Regions from separate parts of the Oryctolagus cuniculus genome. Here region 1 is linked to region 2. Evidence: chromatin contacts called from public Hi-C data. All regions are on one chromosome and are shown on one strand. Each heading gives the region's core, a stretch centred on a gene start, on an enhancer-like site or on the middle of the called end of the contact. The rest is flanking DNA. Distances are from core to core; before and after follow the strand shown. Region 1 has its middle 1.1 Mb from the start of PGER5. Region 2 has its middle 940 kb from the start of PGER5.

Region 1 (3,221 bases), core at 588-3,087, 120 kb after region 2:
TAGTAGTCTAAATGTGGAAATGACTCTTAACGAATGGAAAAGCAAAGTGTTTTATAGCCATATCATGGCGTATTACTCAGTCATAAAAATGACACATCTAGTACAATCTAAAACATGAGTGAGAGGGTGGGCATAGTGGTACAGTGGGTTAAGCTGCTGCTTTTAACACTGGCATCCCAGTGGGCAACAGTTCGAGTCCCAGCTGCTGCACCTCTGATCCAGCTCCTTGCTAATGAACCTGAGAAGGCAGTTGAAAATGACCCAAATGCTTGGGACCCAAGTGGGAGACCCAGATGATGTTCCAGGCTCCTGGCTTTGGCCTGGCTGGGTCCCCACCATTGCAACCATTTGGAACATGAACTAGCAGATGAAATCCAACCCCACCCCGTCTGTACCAAATAAATCAATAAATCTTTAAAAACTAAGATAAAATATTAATGAATCTTTAAAATATTGATAAGAAAAATAATCTAGATACATGAAAATGAAATATAGAGAAACGATAAACCCATAGAGACAGAACCTAAATTAGCATTTGTTAGGGGTTAAGGGAAGGGGATAAATGGAAGTTGATATTAGATAGTATGGGATTTGTTTTTGTGGTGTGAATATATTTCGGAATTACATGGTTGTGATGAACTCACAACTTTATGGTTATGCTGAAAGTCACTGAAGTGTACACTTTAAAAAGGTGAATTTCATGGTATATTTTCCTCTAGATAAAAAATGAATACAAATGAACATCGTGAGACAAAACATGTACAGATGAGATAGAGAGACGGACGCTACTACCACTGATGACTATAAACTAACACATCTAGATACAACAGCAATACAATAACTTACTCCCATTTTTAAAGGAATTTCAACTTTGCAACAAAATTCACAACTACATATAAAATCATTTATTTAAATGATGTTGATTTAATGAAGCTAGGAAGTCTTTATTTTCAATTTACCTATGCAGTAGGTGTGAAATCTTACCTAAAGACTTTAATCTTAACAGACATAACAGGACTTGATATATTTGGGCTACTCTTTAAATACTTTTACCTCATATCATTGTTTCAACAAATTTTCAGCCATGATCAGTAGTTTCATTCTAATTTTGTTCTGATTTTGTTCTTCTTTTCAGTATGAGATCAGAACAGAGAACTTAATGGTTTTATTCAAGATTGTACCATAAATCAGTGATGGAGCAGTACCAGCCTCCAGACCCCCATTCTTAAACTATTTCTAAAACACACAGGAGGGAAAACTCACACAAAGAAAAATATCTGTTAAAGACTTGACAAGGACCTGTTCCCACTAGTTTCAAAAAATCAAGTCAATATATAGTTTCATCATAGTGAATTAAATATTCTTTCACTTTTTAGTAACTATTAGTTCTGTGATTGTAAAACAGAATATTCATATCATTCTGTTATTCTTTGGAAAGACATTTTGGCTCTGAATAGTTCACCAAATAAACTAGGTTATACATGCAGGATGCTAATCTGTTTTTAGAAAATAGCAAGACAGATGGAGAAGTCATTATGAATAAAAATAGATCTGTTCCTCAAACGGATTCCTTAGCAGAGGTGTTTAAAAATCGTCAAAGAAACTGAAGGCATCAGGTGAAATCTAGCCTGTTGCTCTGACACACTGTCTGGAAGTGACTAATAGGATATTGACAGGGGATTGGTTTAAGCCTGGAGCCATATCTAAGCTGGACCTCCAGTACTTTCCATTATCAGAAGCTTTTTTTGTGCCACCTAGATTTCCTTGGCTGTGCCACTGGAAGTTCTGACTGGAACTGAATGAACGCAGTGTTTGTTGGAATACTGCTGATCCGCTGACTGTAATTGGATTAACTGACATCACCCAGTGTGCTGAGCCCTGTGAAATGCCTCAGCAACCAAACTCCACCCTTGAGTCAGAGTTTGGTAATCCCTGGAGGCTCACAGACATCCACGTGTTCGGCATGACTCATGCAGCTGCTATCTGGAGACAGTTGCTGGATAAAATGCCCTAATAAGTGTATACTCATTATACTTCCTTTATCCTACCCCTCTTGGGTTATTTTGATTCTGACTAACAAAAAAGAAATAGAAAAGCACAAATGTCTTTGGAGAGAATTATAAGTCCCAATCGCCTGATGGCTTTTGTTTATAGGGAGAAAAATAGCCCAGAAACAAAGGCAGAAGTCAGAAATATAAAGGAGGAAGATTAAATGCCAGGATATTAGCACATATTTATTTGTGCTGATCTTAAATAAAAAGAAGTTTTAAATAATGGCATGTGATTTTATTGGGACTTTTGTCTCTTGTGAAAGACTGTTTGCTTTAAATTAACCTCTCGAAGGCTTCAAGTAGAGTACCAGGGTTCATGTTTCAGCTCAGTTCTTGTTCTTGATTCCAGTTTCTTGCTAGTGCATGACCTCAGAGGGAGGAGGTGATGGCTCAAGGGGTTGGGTCCCTGGGACCTATGCAGTAGAACTGGATTGAGTTCTCAGCTCTCAGTTTTGCCCTAGATAGTGGTCATTGTGGACATGTGGGGAACAATCCAGTGGATGAGGGCTCCCTCCCTCTTTCTTTCTTTCTCTCTCTCTCTGTCTCTTCTAATAAATAAAGTTTGGGGAAAAAAGGATGAATAAAACAGGAAATTGGGCTCCATTGCTCCACAGTAAGCTGAACATCAACAAGGTTTATAAATATTATTGGACCTGACATATCATCTTCTTCAAACTAAATTTAGTCTCACTGTCATAGAAACGTTAAATAACTCTATCTGTTGGAGTTCAAAGGTGCCAAACCACCTTTATCCATGGATAAAGCAGAAACAGATATGACATGAGAAAGAAGGGATTGTTGGCACAGGAAATGAGGAGAGGGCTCTGCAATCTGCAACCAACTTTGGGGAAGGGAAGTCTAGAGGGTTGGTCCTGCTAGTTTTATGAACCACTCAGTGATCAGAGTGAAAAGGAAGCCTGTGGTAGGCTGTGCCCTGGCTCTTGGGGCAGTCAAGGTGGTGTTTGTTGAGAAGTTCCCAGAAGATGCCAATACGGTGACTTGTGTGCACCCTGGGAGCCATTTTTGGGGAGCTGAGATAGTATGAAACCTTTTGACCCACAATTGCAGTCCTTTCTCTTAGCTACCAAAGCTTAACCTTTTCAGAGAAATTAAAGGAAAGAAATGGAGGGTTGGGCATGTGGCCTCGTGGTTGATGTTAAGACACCCAAA
Region 2 (3,280 bases), core at 514-3,013:
ATAGGATAAAATGACTTGGTGAGTATAATTTCATACATATAGGGTGTTTTTAGTATAAACTCATGCAGAATTAAGATCAGCACCTACTCATCATCCCTGATATTAGCAATTAGCTCAAATGTAATTTCTTCATTTTGAAATGCTATGTTTCTATTTAGAAACTGAAACTAAGTATTTAAGCAAGGAAATATCTCTGTACAATCAGCACATTTTTAAATGTTATTTTATTAGCTTTTGTTTATTTATTTAAAGGGCGGAGCACAGAGGAAGTAAGAGAGAGAGAGAGAGATCTGAATCTAGATCTTTTATCATCTGGTTCACCCCCAAAGGCCTGCAGCAACCAGGGCTGAGCCAAATGCAAGCCAGGAGCTCAGAACTCAGTCTAAGTCCTCCATGTGAATGGCAGGACCCAAGGACTTGAGCCATCACTTGTTGCCTCCCAGGGTGCACAGTAGCAGGGAACTGAATTAGAAGCAAAGTAGGGTCTCAAACCCAGACACTCCAATATGGGATGTAGGCACATTAACTGCTGCACCACACTGCCCAATTCTAAAACTTGATTTTTAGATTTAGACTATTGAATGACAAAAAAATCAGGTTTGAAGTCTCAGAAATTTGGAGTCTGTTCTATTGCTAGAAGGATGTAAGAGTGTTCTCTCTAGCCAATTCTTTTGGAGGCGATTTTGGCTGACATATATAACTATTAATTCTTTAGGGAGATAGATGTTAGTAAATAAATGTGACTTTGGGGAAAAATATTGTACAGCTATTTTCTGTGTACGCATTTTTTTTCTGAAATAAATAGATATGTACATGGTCATCTGGCCTGGAATAGGAAAGAAGGCAGGGCCTAGACTTCCTCTTTGTTTTGCAAAGGGAGCAGACCTGCCCTCACCCACACAAATCTGCCCCTCAGCCTGGGACCAACTCAGCAGGCACTGATATGTGTTGTGGGCAGAAAGTCAGAGAAGGCATGATGTTTACTGGGAAGTTAACATCTATGGAAACTTGTTTGACAAACCCTGCAAAAATATTGGGAAAAGTTCCCTCTGTGTTTCTCCATGGTGTTGTTTGATGATTGGCAAACGATGTATTTTATAAATCCCGATTCTTTTTTTTTTTTTTTTTAAGTTCTGAAGAAGAGAGAAAATATCTTAACTTGATTCAAAGCCTCAGTAATGGGTGAGTCCAGTGCCTATTCCTGTTCACTTTCCTTCTTCCTCTGGGACTTTCTCAGCCCAAGTCTTCATTTGAAAGAAACAAAAACAATCTTATCTAAATGAGTGTATAAAGACAAAACTTTCTATTTACAAAGCGTTTGTTTTATGCTCTGCTTCCAGTAGATGGGGCTAAATCCTTGAGCCTGTGTTTCCAAGTTTGGAATTCCTGAGATCTTTGAGAGATTGCCTGCTGATAAAGGCTTTTTAAGCCTCTTGACAATACTGTGCAAGATTTTGGTGTTAAAGAAAAAAGAAAGCCATTTCGGAGACAAGATTTTGTAGGGAGCTTCTTACCATTAGAAATTGCCAAAATATTGCAACTCTTTGGTATTTTGTCTAGGGTTATATCTGACTTCTTTGGGTTTACTTCTCTTTGCTAAAGAATTAAACTGTTAAACTGCTTGTTATCTATTGTCGTATTTCGTGGGTGTTTCCTGGTCCTGTCTGTTGCTCTGTATGATTGAATGACCATATATGACAAATCCAAATGAGCTCACAATATTTTCCTCAGTCAGTTAACAAACATAACAAACATTACGCATCTGTGGGTGGGGTGATGTACTTTATTACTTCCCCATATGGTTTGCAAAGGATTTGAGAGCACAGTGTGACAGGCCAACAGGAAACTTACAACAAGAAACAGAAGGAAAAAGTTTTGGAAGGATCTGATTGTGTTCTCACCAAGTTACTCATTGTACTATATTTGGTCATTGATTCTCAAACCAGGCAGAAAAAAGAAAAAGCTTAATAAAATGTTTAAGGTTATTTAAATATTAATATAAAAATATTTTAGTCAATTTCCTTTTGTCTTATGCATTTATTTTTACAAAATATTTTAGAGTAACATGTGAATTAAACATTCACATTACAAAAAATCCATATGTCTTAGTTGCTGAGTAATTTACTCAATAGGGCATTAAGTATATTTGACTTCTCAAAATAAAAAAAAAAGAACCTTTTATAAAGTTAGGTTTTTTTCTATTTTTTTTCTTAGAGCTTTCATTTTTCTAACTAGTAAACCAAGACACAGGCAAAATAAAGACAATCAAGTATGATAATTATAAGATATTATAATAAGCATAAGACATTATACTTATTTTGAAATTCAGGAGGCAAGCGCTACTGGCACCAAAGTAAATTTCAGACTCCTCAGTTTAAAGGTATATAATAGAACCTTTACCATTCTTGTGTACATTTTAATTCTCCAAAGTGATGACATTTTCAATAAGCACATATTTCTTTCATTTGGATTAATACATGAATTTGCAGATTGGGTTATTTCATTCATGAGTTTTATTACTATTAATTCTCAAAAGTATCGATGCACTCATCTTTGTAGGCTAGTTTGCAATCAGATGCATTATATACTATTATTTATTAGTGTTTAGAGGATGAAAGAAAGGGAATATTAGTATAAATGGGATAAATGATGAAACCTGTGGTTCCCAGGTCCACATACAGCACAATTTTTTTTAACACATACAATTAAATGTTTTCGAAGTTCTGCTATATAAATAATATCTTATTTTGATTTATTACGAAATGCTAATGACATATTCATTTTATACATTTTTCTTAAGATTCCATTAAAAAAAAAAGGCTTTCTACTTTGTGGTCTGTGCCCTCTTTCAGGTCAGCTAACAATTTCATAGTGATTTACAAAAGAGACTCCATTATAAAAACCTTTGTCATTATCTACATTCTATGTGTTTAGGAAGCTTTTGAAACATCCTGGAATAAGCCAATTTCCATAATGAAGAGAAAATAACTGTACCGTAAAGCAAATGCTTTACTTTTTTTTCTTAGCCTTTGCATATATCTTTAAGTCTATGATTTCCTCATTTAAAAAAGAAAGCAGAAATAGTAGTAATCTTTAGTCTTACTGTTGTCTCCTACATAAGAAAAGCAAACAACTAGCAACTACACTTCTAATTGCCTGCAATAATGCTGTCCATCAGCTAGCCTGAAAATGGAACTGGCAAAACAAAGCTGATATTCAATATGATGGGGGGGAGGGAGGGAGGGCGGAATTTCACTGTAGGCCCTGTAAAGTTTGAAGT

What was found. Hi-C and Micro-C count contacts between places; a contact is called where the count stands out from the background.
Region 1: a contact with region 2 is called in a Hi-C map of embryonic fibroblasts, with 4 times the contacts expected there. The contact joins two enhancer-like sites. A contact is called at or near these places in 5 of 6 Hi-C or Micro-C datasets (ear pinna, embryonic fibroblasts, psoas muscle and 2 more).

Annotation. Positions count from the first base shown.
Region 1 is chr13:91,761,789-91,765,009 of mOryCun1.1, forward strand. No RefSeq gene overlaps it. Among named protein-coding and RNA genes, the nearest start is that of PGER5, 1.1 Mb to the left of the region's middle. Within about 2 kb of position 1,838, at least 6 of the 8 cell types and tissues checked have an H3K27ac peak or open chromatin away from gene starts, as enhancers often do.
Region 2 is chr13:91,642,013-91,645,292 of mOryCun1.1, forward strand. No RefSeq gene overlaps it. Among named protein-coding and RNA genes, the nearest start is that of PGER5, 940 kb to the left of the region's middle. Within about 2 kb of position 1,764, at least 1 of the 8 cell types and tissues checked has an H3K27ac peak or open chromatin away from gene starts, as enhancers often do.